2 separate regions of the Bicyclus anynana genome follow, and region 2 is linked to region 1. A link is a contact called in public Hi-C data. All regions are on one chromosome and are shown on one strand. Each heading gives the region's core, a stretch centred on a gene start, on an enhancer-like site or on the middle of the called end of the contact. The rest is flanking DNA. Distances are from core to core; before and after follow the strand shown. Region 1 holds the start of LOC112050552 (zinc finger protein 567). Region 2 holds the start of LOC112049365 (ADP-ribosylation factor-like protein 2).

What was found. A called contact is a pair of places that touch in the nucleus more often than the background predicts.
Region 2: a contact with region 1 is called in a Hi-C map of whole larva, with 2.8 times the contacts expected there. The contact joins the promoter of LOC112049365 here to the promoter of LOC112050552 in region 1. A contact is called at or near these places in 2 of 2 Hi-C or Micro-C datasets (whole body and whole larva).

The regions. Positions count from the first base shown.
Region 1 is chr21:14,450,419-14,457,062 of ilBicAnyn1.1, forward strand. LOC112050552 (zinc finger protein 567) reads right to left here and starts at 2,957. Exons shown (of 5, transcript XM_024088843.2): 1 at 2,799-2,957; 2 at 823-950; 3 at 15-158. The coding sequence starts at 2,865. LOC112050547 reads right to left here. Exons shown (of 3, transcript XM_052888245.1): 2 at 6,380-6,546; 3 at 5,225-5,368. The coding sequence ends at 5,270.
Region 2 is chr21:14,641,166-14,647,911 of ilBicAnyn1.1, forward strand. LOC112049365 (ADP-ribosylation factor-like protein 2) reads right to left here and starts at 3,495. Exons shown (of 4, transcript XM_024087223.2): 1 at 3,334-3,495; 2 at 3,040-3,195; 3 at 2,475-2,673; 4 at 889-1,837. The coding sequence starts at 3,398. The coding sequence ends at 1,703. It overlaps LOC112049364 (protein kinase C), which reads left to right and starts at 3,643. Exons shown (of 21, transcript XR_008251951.1): 1 at 3,643-4,051; 2 at 4,222-4,354; 3 at 4,788-4,902; 4 at 6,634-6,694. LOC112050537 (pinin) reads left to right here. Exons shown (of 6, transcript XM_024088826.2): 6 at 1-887.

The DNA of each region.
Region 1 (6,644 bases), core at 1,707-4,206:
GAAAGCAAACTTACAGGGTCCAGTAGCCTCATAACCGACAGTTTCTGCTGCAGCACCATTGAAGCCTGTACAGAGCACTTGACCAGCTCATCCCAAGCCAGGAGTGTGTTGTGACACTGCTCACATATTACTTGAGGCAGCCCATCTTCTTTAGAAACCTAACAATATTGAAAGGATATAAAACAACACAAGTGTATAAAAACAGTAAGTAATTGATATACTTTATTATTTTAACAAAAAACAATTTTTCAAATATCTACAGCAAAACATAGTCCACTCTGGCGACTCTGACTAGACTGATAGTTTCTCCTGATACCTTAGGCGGCACTGGGTTATTAGGCAACAGTTTTTATGTTGACATTGAGGTACATGTAGTTGTTGCTGATATGTAGCATTGTAATGTTGATGTTATGTATCAGTGTATAATAGACCTATCTTTTCATCTTAACATTACAGAGTCAACATCTGAGGATGTTTCAGATTAGAATGAACCATGCTTACTACTACACTTGCTAATACAATTTTTATCTGATATTGTTGCTTTTGTCGTTCATCAATAATACAGAGAATAGCATAACCAAACAATGGCAACAAAGAAATGCCTAAACCAATGGTTTAAGAATTATTGGTCTATAAACCAGTAGTATTATTTTTAACAGTATCATAATATCCCACTGTCTGCCGGGCTATTTCTCAGCTAAACCATTGAACTGATTGGGATGAAATTTGATACATATATTCAAAATTTTACACAAACAGAATTGAGGGTGTCTACTTGTGTTACATATTTGATTGGTGTTTATGTATTATTAATTAAATTACCTTTATTGGCAGATACTTGTTGATTTTCCCAGCTAAATCATCACTTTGGTTTTGTTCATCAAATATTGGGCGAACTTGATTGGCCATTGTGGCACAAGTTCGGCAGAAGTTTGAAAATTCATCAAATCCTACAAGCAGAACAGTAATACTATCTTAGGAATTAATTGCCATGTAACATTTTGATTAATTCCTCTGACCGGTTGGTAGTGGAAATATAACAAGTGGAGCACAATTTTGAATGAACTTTGATTATGATTTATCGTATCCTTGAAACTAATATCAATATATGGTTTAACACGTTCAGTGCCACCGACTCGCCCGGAGAGTCCACGTAAATTTTATTCCAGCGCCGTAGACTCGCCTCGCGAGTTCAATGTTTTTGCAATTTTTTTTCAAAATGCATGTGTATTTTCTGCTTAAAATAATACTGAAGACTAAATATACACTAATCTAATGAATAACGTGGTGGGCCGGGTGTGCAGACCCAGTTTATAATCGAAAGAAAATAAACTATTCTGCAATGCCTTGAACTCGCTAGGCGAGTTCACTAACATAGATTCTCAAACTTTTATAAATGAAATATATAAAAGGTAGATACTTTTATTTTCATTTTACCAAAAGTCACATTCACTCGTAAAACAACGGCGGATTGTGTTCGACACCTTGTAGGGGCTCGAATTTGGTGTTCACCAAATGGGTACTTCTAAGTTTTTGAGTCTGTCCTTGCGTTTTTGTTAAACGAACGGTGCAGAAAACACAAACTCAACTCTCGGTCTATTACTTTAAGAGTTACAACTGAAAGAGGATCCCTTCGCATTGTTAAAAATTGCCGGCAAAACAAAAGGAACCGGTATTTTTTAACATGAACGCTCTGGTTAGTAAGCAATAAAAGCACTGATAACATTGTTTTTGCCAAGCTCTCATTGGTCAATCTCGAGTGAAGTGTTGTAACAAACCCGACTTTCTTTATATATAGATTAGTGTTAAGCACGACCCTTTCCTTATCGCACGCGTATATTTGTTTTCTATCATTGTGACTTGGCTTTCGATTACTGGACCTGTTGGAGTACCTACTGTTTTAACCCCTGGCAAACGTTTTCTGGACTTTGAGATTCTTGTGTTCTATGTTATTGTGTTTTGTGGTGGCCTGAAAATAAGGGTCAAAAGTTGCCGCAGCTTGACTTCTGAAAATCTGTAAGTACTCTTGATTTTTGTTTATTTATTATATGAAAAGTTTATTTGTTAGATTCTCTTTCAAAGTAATCTCCTTCAATTAAATATATACCTACTAATCCTTGTATTTATCCGTACTAATATACTATTAATGCGAAAGTAGATCTGTCTATCCGTGAGTGTCTTGTGATTGAAAGTTCGTTCGATCTTATAGATTCATCATGTCTGTCTGTCTGTTTGTCTGTCCGGGTGTATGTCACAGCCACTTTTTCATGAAACTATAAGAGCTATACTGTTGAAATTAGGTATGTAGATGTATTCTATGAACCTCATTAAGATTTCAATATTACCTATATGTATGTATGAAACCCTCGGTGCGCGAATCAGTATTTGTAAGATTGAGAGCCACTGCATAAATTACGAAACAAACTTACCTTTTCGTTTATTTATAGTGTTTCTTGCCATTTTCTTTTTGTTAAATTACACCATATACTAGTTAATTGCTTTAAACACGTAACGTACACTGTCACGGCCACAAAAATAACAGAACATAGTTTTTACCCTAACGCAATGCCACTGAACTCGCGTGGCGAGTCGAATGATTCGTATCGCAGCGCCGGCGACTCACCTAGCGAGTCCAACGTAAAATGTAGGCGGCTCCCGAGAAAACATCGTGAAAATCGTAGCGGTAATGAAAGTGTTAATGAAGCCCACTGTCGCATGAAGTGTTACATCAACTTCAACCAAAGTTTTACTATCAAAATGTTAATGCATATTAATTAAAAATAAAGTAAATTGGCTACCTTGTTGTTCACAGTAAATCTTATTAATTCGGGCATTTTGACCATGATTGTTTTCAGAGAAATTCATGTTGAAATCTAAAATATTCGAAAATAATGTGTAAAAAGTTTAAAAATCAATAACAACAAACAAAACAAATTATTAAAATATTTTTTTTTTACTGAAGAACTGTCTCTGTATTTATTATAGCTCTGAGGCCTAGTCTTTTGAGCCTTATTTTTGATCGTAGACAAGTGGTAGACAGAGAAAGGTTTGGAGCCTTAGACCATTAATAACTGGACGTGGTTCGCTAACCGTTATCCCTCTGGCAAAGATCAAAAATCTATGATCTAATGCGTTTATAAAAACTGTTGCTACAGAATCGATGTTTCATTGTTGTAATCGTTTTCATCGTGTAAGGAGCTCCGTAAAAATGCCGGTTTGTGTAGTTAAATGGCATAAAAAACGGCCAAAAACTTGTAGTTTAGTAAAAGATGGAGTAACGTTTCATTTGAAAGTATTTAAACCTTAATTTTATCAAATTTTTAATAAAAAAATTTATAAAAATAATCGATTCTTTTGACGAAACAGCCAAACATCGATCAGTAATCGAATATTCTACGTATTTAATCTGTGGATAGTCTAAACAATGTCACAGTAAATATGCAAGCAGTAGTTTGACTTCATACTAGAAGTCGAAACGCGAGCTATACCTCAATTTCAATTTCAACTTACTAGTTAAATAGATTTTATTAATTAGAAATAAGACTAACTCACTAACATACTAAACTTAAAACAGGTACACTAATAATATACTAACATAGAAAAAAAAATTAAAACTGTTACTCTTATTAATTGAAAAACTTGTTTAATGTAATAATGTAAGGAATAATAAAGGCTTTGAAATTGAGAAAAACATAAGAGATTAAAGGGCTAACATAATCTACGGAACCCTACACTGCGCGTGGCCCGACGCGCACTTCACCGGTTTTTTAATATTTGGTCACGTAGTGGAGGTAATACCTAGATGGCATCACCAAAATAAACATATGAATACGACCTATCCTTCAAGGTCATTGATTAGTATAAGCCTTATTTAAATCTACCAATCAAAAAACAACACGCATTTTATTGATCACTTCCTATTTTACTACAATTTACAAAATATTTTATTTGTTTACATAAAAAAGTATATTTACAATCACAAAACTAAATGAAAATACAAAGTTGGCAAATGTAATTAAAATGCTGGAGGCAGGCAGCCCTATCACATGTTTACGTACCGCGCGCTGTATTTATTTCAAAAATACGGCCGAGTATACTGCTTGTATAAATTTTTACTGTGCACAATGTGTTTGTTAGTGTGTGTAAAAATTACGCGTGTGTGTATTGCGAGTCAAATTTATAGTTGTGTGTAGTGTATGGACACAGAATATACTTAATGGTGTTAAATGTTTTCGATATGTGAGTTTACCTCATCCCCCTCAAAAAATGACAGACTTTTTTGTTGCTGAATTTGGGTGCGAACCACGTCCAGTTATTAATGGTCTAAGTTTTGGAGCATGTTTGGAGCATAGATTTACGATTTAATTCTATGGTTTGGAGTATTATATTCTTTGGTATATTTTAATATAGCTTTTGCTCTTTTTGTATGGCAAGACCAAGAAGTGTTTTCATTTTGTGGAAATGCCTCGTTTGTTATTCGATTATCGAGGGTAGTTTGTCTTATTATCTACTACTCTGTACACGAGGTTCGAGTCTTGGGTGTAAAAAGGAAATATATTGAGGTTTTCTTTTTTCTGAGTTTCAGTAAAAAGGAGTTGGGAAGTTTGTGGTGTTACACCCCCATGGCCCATGCTTAGGAAAGCACGTTAAATGCCGCCGTAAGCCGCCGGTTGGTCACTTTTATTATTAATCTTTACAAAAGTTTTACTAATACTATAAAGAGGAAAGATATGATTGTTTGTTTGCATTGAAGCTCTGAAACTACAGAACCGATTTAAATAATTATTTCACTGTTGGGAAGCTACACTATCACAGAGTGCTATAAGCTATTTATTATCCCCGTATTTCTACGAGAACGGAAACTACGCGGTACAAACCGTGCGGCGTCTGCTACTATCTGTTATTGGTCGCCAAAGAGTCGAAATATTAAAGCGGGCCAAGCAGAGTTGAAGCAGCGTGGTGGTCTAAGCTCCCTATCCTCTCTCATAAAAGGTGGGAAATCTGAAGGGGGCCGTTGAAATAGGTTAAGCTCGTGCTGCATTATTCAAAACCATAATAATAATTATAGACAGGGCCTATACCTATACAGAATACAGATACAAGTACAATTCTGTACCGGATTTGATTGGCATTTTTTTAAATATAAAAGAATTGAAACTCCTAGATACAATAGACATGCTTTCTGTTCGTTAGGTTTGAAAAAAAATTACCTTGAAATAATTTGTTAATTTCTTTAACTTGTCGTTTATTAATAAAAGTATAATAAATTCTATTGTGAGGTTTTGAACGCAGCGGCCGCCCGTCCCACCGCCGCAACTACTGCGGGAGTCACCATCATGGTCTTGTTCTTGTAAGTGTGGATTACTTGCTGAAATTAGTAAATATATAATAATTATTTAAAGAAAGAAAGATTTTATTTGGCAAAACACAAAAAAGGAAATCATGAACATAAATACAAATAGAAAGATATTAAATATTACTACCAAATTTTTGTGAGTGCCCCAGCTATCTGAACTAGTTAGAAACTGTATCTCAGAAAGCTGGAACTTCCCTACTATATATACAATCCAATCCTATAAATATTATCATAAAATTATGCCCTTGTACGTTAGTATTTGTGTGTGTGCAATTGTGTGTGTGTGTGTGTAATTATGTGTGTGTGATTATGTGTGTGTGTGATTGTGTGTGTGTGTGTGTGTATGTGTGTTTGCGGGTGTGTGTATGTGATTTATGATTTTACATTTACATAACTATACACTACAATGATGATGCTAGCAGTCAGCCTCTTGATATATCTATAGTCCTATATATTATGTAGACGGTTTGATAAAGCGATTCAGATTATCTTAGAATTTGGAGTAATTCTTCTGTTTGCTCATAAGAGCGGGTCTGCAACCATTTTGTTAAACAAGTTTTACACTGTTTGATGGTAAGAGGATAGATGTATTTATTTTATATACATACATTCTAAATTAGTAACTACGTTGTCCTGCTTGCCTGGTGGGTCCCGTGTTAAGACAATGCAACATCGGATCTATTTATTTATTTTTAGGTCCAAGGTTCGATTCCTGATTAGGCTATGAATGTTGAGTTTTTATTTCTTCCCCTAAATTTTTAGTAGCCCGGTATGGGTTGTGTAATATGTCTACGAGCTATATAATATTGCTAGGCATACAATTTGCAATCTATGTAGATTGCAAATTGTATATCTTAATTTAAATGGCCCACCACCCCGCATTAGAGCAGCGTGGTGAGTTACATCTTTTTCCTATAACGTCATATTATACTAGGTCTAATGTCACGCGCCGTTAGACATTAATAGTATTCTAAGGGCGAACCTTTGTACGAGTAAGTACTTAAAATCGTTATCCCAACTTACCAAAACTAATTTGATCACAAACACAGCGAAGGTGAGGAACGAGATGGTCATCAGGGTGCTCTCAGAGGACGGAAACTCCACGTGGCCCCGCGCCTGCGCCGCACGGGAGCGTCGCGAATTTTGGACGTCGACGTGATCGTCTGGCCAAGCTCTGTCTATTTGTTCTTCTGGTATACAAACAAAAAAAAAAAACAAAAAATTATCTACGCTTAATGAGGCGAGATAAAACTGCGAAGTACCTATTACTTGTGCGTTAGGTAATGGT
Region 2 (6,746 bases), core at 2,245-4,744, 190 kb after region 1:
GATACTTTATAGTATCGATTAATGATTATCGATCTCCTTTCGATACTGTTATTTTTGTAATCAATAAGTAATCTTCAGGAAATTACTTACTATTTTTACTTTTATTTAAAATCATGTCGAACATACTTAAACAATAAATACGTTTGTAAACACTTGTTCCTTTCCTTTGATTATTAAAATATATCATATGGCTTACTGTTGTTAATAATTGTTATTAACATGTTTGACTATTACATTTTGGTTATTTTATTACTTAAATGTAAAATGCCGCCAAATAAGAGTGAACTTTAGCAGTATTTTGTCATGATTAGAAATAAGTAATTTAAATTAAATAGGTGTACCTATTGCATTTAAATTAATTACTATTTCTTGTTTGAAAATCAAAATATTTTATATATATTTCAAAATAATTATATTAATTCGTCATTAATATTAGTTTATATGTTTGTTCTACTGAAATTAAACTGATGTCATTGAATACGTGTAGTTCAGTGACGATATTTTATTCGATTCGATACTGGCTTTTCGGTATCGTGCGCGTCCTTAGTTGTCCGATATATGCAATATTCGTATAAATAGTATGGTTGCCATACTCAATTATTTAAATGTAATTGATGTGAATATATTTTAGTTTTTGGGCTTAATTAGACCTTTTGCTCTGTTTCATAAAATTAAATAAATTATTTTCTACAAACTGTAATAGTTTACATTAGTAGACGCTTATGAATTCTATCAACAAACACCAGACCATTGTCCTTTGCACTTTATCTTCCAATATTTCTTACAATATACTTGTGCAAATGGCAACTAAAGTAAGTTGTTATGTGTACGGCTATCCTTAGTTACTATAAGTGGTTTGTCCAATCAATAAAAGGTGAATGAAACTGCTTGTTTGGTGTTATTAAGAAATTTTATTTTTTATAAAATTACAGGTAATAATAAGCTTAGAATGAAATTAAAATACTGGTTGACGTAATATGAAGTCCACATCGCCTTTCTTGCATACGAACATACGATAATGGACACTGAACCTCTAGTGTAGTAGTTATTTACTATGCTAATAATGATGTAAAAAAAATATAATAAATTTTAAGTTAATCTAGGCAAAATTCAATTCAATATTTTATATATTTTACATTATTATTTAGTCTTATGAATAGTAGCTAACACATTCTATGGAGATCTCAGCTAACATACACAGAAAGTTTTGTGTATAAATAATTTGGCATATCCATGAATATTTTTTTTAAATAAATAATATTTAAACCAATTTCAACTTTATTTAGACAAAATATGCAGTATTTTTAAAAGATCAAGAGAAAAGATTTTTAAAGAAAATAGAAAAAGAAACTATTTTTAATTTAATTACTGCCAATGAACCAATTTGAGCTTTATATTTTCTTCAATCTTATATTTAATTGGGGCTATAAAAGAACTACAGAGCACAAAAACAAATTGAATATTTCTGGCTGTTTACAAGTTTGGAACAACAAACAAAACATGAAACTTTCATAAAACATAGCAGGCATATATGACAAGTAATAAATTAATCACAATAAGTAATGAGTTTTATAACCAACATTAACCAAAATTTTCCAGTGCATTCCACTTAGAATATAGATTTAAGATCATTTCCTGAGTATGTATACTACATATATTATACATATTATATGGAATGCATGTACATTGGTCCCGGTATAGTCTAGTCGAGGGTGAATATCCTGTTGGCAATGTCGTCGAGCATCCAGTCCATGCCTTCTAGAAGGTTCTCCCCAGTCACAGCCGAGCACCGCATTATGCGCCAGTGGTGGGTTTTGATGCTGTCCAGGTCTAACGCCTGGAATGACAACAATGTATATGGACTAAACATCAACATGGTGACATTTGGGAAATTGAGACAAATAAGAAAACACTACTGTACAACATGGCAGTAGGATAGCTGCTGCAATATTTCAATTTTTTTATAGTAAAAGTAAACTGAGGAACTTTAGAAAAATAGCCTACTTGAGGTTATGTAGAAAACCCTCACATGTTAACACTTGGATACATACTATGATTACTGTCAACCATATCCTTCCCACTGTAACCCAGGGTTGTTGCTGCAGAAATAACCCACTCAAAATAGTGATAACACTTACCATTTACTGATGCATTCATTGATTAGTGAGATCAAACCACAATATGATATATACTTTTTAGACCTGAGATGGAAAATGCAATTGTCTAAAATTTTTGATGGAGGTTTGAGATATCACTATTATGCAGTGTTATTCATTGTATTGTGATGATTGAGATCTATTAATTTTATGCCAATCTACATGGGCCAAAATTGGTTAAGAATTCAAAATATGCTATGTCCACACTGACTAGAATAACTGTGACAGTAGAGCTTCTCCCATGGCAGTAATATTTCCCCAAAGAACATTGAATCAAATATACTACTATTAATGATGAAGGTCCAGCTGTCAACACACCTCTCTAATTTCCTGCAGCGTCAGAGCGCCGGGAAGGTCAGACTTGTTAGCCAGCACCAGCAGTGTAGCGCCCGCCAGTCGCTCCTCCCTCAGCAGGGTGTGCAGCTCCTTGGCGCAGTCCGCCAGCCGCCTGGCGTCCGCACTGTCCACCACCCACACCACTCCATCTGTGCTCTCAAAGTAGTTCTTCCAGTATGACCTGAAGTCATCAAAATTTACCCAACAACTTTTTTGATATATGTATATAAACTAGTTTAATGTATGGTCATGGAGTACAAATATATCTCCTTATATCCTGATATCTGACAGTATGTACAGTGAATGAAAGCACCAAAAAAATACAAATAAATGATGAACTCATAAATTTAATGAGTATGTGAACTATAGTATAAGTATCCAATTTACAATTGGCTTTTAATAACAGGTACACGCAGTTCGATTAGCCTTTATGTAGTACTAAAAATTTATCATTTATTAACAGATGGTGTACCTAGGTTAGGTACTAGATCGCAAAGATGACTTTTCTGATGAACTGGCATAAATTTATTTTATAACTCGTACATACCTCAGGGATTTTTGTCCGCCGACGTCCCAGATATTGAGCTTGTATCCTCGATGCTCGAGCGTCTTTATATTGAAACCTAAAGTAGGAGAGATCGTGTCTATTGGCTCCCCATTAAATCGCTTTAAAATTGTCGTTTTACCGGCATTATCGAGTCCTCTGTGTTCATTGAGTTAAGAAAACCATGCTTGTCGATAAGATAAGCTTAACAATTTAAAACAAAAAAATATAAGTTAAGTTGGGAAATGGGAGAGTCACACCGAAGCAGTTTGTAGAAAGATTTCATAAAAAGGATACAACATAAGTATACGCATTTCTTTTTCTTTTTGTCGTAGTTTTTTTAAGATAGTCAGAAATCCCATTTTATTTATTTAAAATTAAAGAAAATTGCATTGTTTTCAATTTCCAATTGCAATGAACAATGAAGACAATGAATTTTTGAACTGACAATGACAATTGACATTTGACAATATCACATCGATGTTTTCGTTTTCGTGATATTTTCCGAACTGTTTAAATAATTACATCGAATTAAGCCGCCACATAACTTATATTCAGGATACAAGGATAAAGCATAGGAAAAGACGTCACTCTTGATTTTTGATAATTATTAATGTGGAATACTATAGATGATGAATGATTTATAGATTTTTGGAAACCTTGAAAAGATTATGTAGGTACAATTAAATTCCTGAACTTTACCAAAAACAAAACTCTATATTTTTTTAGTAATCCATCCAATAGGAATTCTGGCGACCATAGAGGAAATAAATCCATCCATGGCCGATCTCGTCGCTGTCAAGTCTCTATTTCCCTTTCAATTATGAAGCATCTTCAATGATTTTATTTGTATTTAAAAGTGCAAGTGATAGTGTGGCGGCGCGGTCTCGGTGTTAGGGCTCGTTGGCCGGAGGCGCCATGTTCAGCGGGACGGTGCGCGTCAAGGTGTGCGAGGCGACGGGCCTCAGGCCGACCGACTTTCAGAAACGGCACAACATGACCTTCGGGAAACCAGGTGAGTCCCGAACGCACATTAGACACTAAAACGAACCCTGCTGTACGTATAATCAAACCGAAAATATTGTATCGGTTCAGCGCTTAAACAATAATCGCGCACAGAAACAGCATCCCATGTTTACGAAAATGGGTGTTGGTATTATTTGTAAATACGCGTTATCCTTGCAGACAACCAGCCCATAGACCCGTACGTGTCGATCGACGCCGACGAGCACCATCTAGACCGGTCCAACACCAAGCCCAAGACATTTGACCCTGTGTGGAATGAGACATTTATACATGAGGTTCAGAATGCTACCAAGTAAGTATGTTGTGTTACGTATGTAGGCCTTGCGACTGATGTTTGTCTCTCAGGGATACTGTATAGCTTATAGGGGCATTTTGTAAATCTCCAATACAAAGTAACAGTCAATGACTATGTACATTGTACAACAATAAAGTTACATATTAGAAAGATCTGTTTTAAATTTACATATGTTCTGTTCATATGTTATAATAGAAAAATATAAATTAACACAAAAAAATATCTCAACAAAACATAAATGATAATTCAAAGTATGTAACACATATTTGCTTATTGTGGTGATTATTAATCATCCATATTCAAGTTTTAGTATATTATTTTATTCTGAACCTATTTATGCCAAAACTTAATTAAATGTGAGAAACTAGACAACAAAAAATTCTTTTATTGATAGTGTTGAAATATAAAGCTTACCTCTCACTGTTTTCAGCCTGGGATTCACTGTATTTCACGATGCTGCCATACCACCGGACGACTTTGTAGCCAATTGTACTATTCCATTTGAGGACCTCATGCACAGAGACAAAGATGCCACAGACTTTTGGGTGAGTAAACTCTATAATAAATAAACTTGAAAACAACTTTACCCTCATAGAATTTGTGCTATTTGGATAAGTTTGTCCACAGTAATAATTTGTATAGCAATATTGTTCTATAGTTTAAATGCCAAAATTTACATAAATCTATTTCAAATTTTCTAGATTGAATAATAGAATATGCACACACTTTTATGATATCTCTTCAGAAAGGGTTATTGAACCCCTTGTCAATCCTATTTTACTTAAAATAATTTGATTTGATACTTTTCACTATATGCCTCTTTTACGGTAGATTAAAAATGAAAATAAGATATCATCTTATCTTCAATAGATATAATGTATGTATGTGTGTATGTATGTATGGGAAGTTGAAGATGTTATTTATCTTGTTTGTTTGATAAAACCAATCTCTAAAGAAGTAGATTTAGTATAGTTTCCCAGAGTACATTTAAAGAGAAGCTGACATGACTTTGTGTTCATGAGGAATAGGGAATAATTGATTTATTTTACTGTGGAGTCCATTGTAGCTTACTCTTACTTTCTGGATACACCTGTGCTGATAACCAACAGTATTGAGTTTGTAGGTAATACAATATTATTAACGAGGAGCTAACTGGTGCAAATTTGCAAAAGCAATCATTGTTGCATCCCCAAAAAGTTGCCTGTTTGTCAGTGTACTACAGGATTTATTTCAGAGAGTGTGCTCAGGAACTTTTCAATCTAGTGCCCTCTTCACCTTTTCGCCATAGAACTGCCAGCCCAGCCCAGCACTCACCTATACAATTTAAAAAAATTTATGTATGAGCATGTTTTATTTTGAAACCAGAGAATTCATTAAAGGTGTTGATTCCATAATGTTTCCATGACTTTTATTTGTCACTATCTGGGTTACATGCAATAGAATGGTGAAACACTTAACACTAATATTTCAGATATATTAATATTGGCTGACCTGTTTGACAATAGTATGTTTTACATTGCATTATCATTTTATAAAAATATTAAAAAGCATATTTTCAATAGAAAACCATTAAATGTAAAACTAGTTTACTGACTTATATTCTCAGGCACATACACTGAAGTAAGTATTGATTAGGTCCAGGCTTGACTCAATTTACCTTATTTGGACTTTATTATCTGCCAAGTTATAAAACCTTGTTACTGCTGTGACAATGACTCAATAATTTTACAGCATGCAAGTTATTTCAACTATTTTGCGTCTTGCATCAGGGAGTGACTCGTGACCCAATGATTTGTGCTTTTCCTTATTCATTTCAGTTACATGTAGAACAGTGAAAGTATTTTCCTGTTGCCCTATTTTACAAAGTCCTTTTGGTTTTCATTGTAGGCATGAAATAAGAATGATTAAAAATAGTTTCTTGTTCAACATTTTTCCCTTAAATCCTCTGGCACAGTTTTATATGAGCTGTTTTATGACTCAGGTCTCCTGGGTTTGAAATACAGTTCTTCTGAAATCAATTAAATTTGATTTGTACAGTGCCTCAGAACCATGATTAGATGGTAGATTTATCTGTGCCTGGTTTCCACCCTAGTAAAGGTACTGCCAAGAGACATGCTATTTTAGAAAGATGCCCAGATTCAAGACTGTTAAATAACAATATCAAATACAGGGTTGTTTATTTTGCTAACAAAACTACATTTTGCACTGGTAAAGGAGAGAGTTAAGACATAATAATTATTAAATATTTTTATATATAATGTAATGTTCTATTTTAGGTGGATTTAGAACCTCAAGGAAAATTGCATCTAAAAATAGATCTGAAATGGAATTCCCAACGTAAGTTTAGAACCTAATTAATAACTTTCATAAATTGTGTTTAATTTAAATG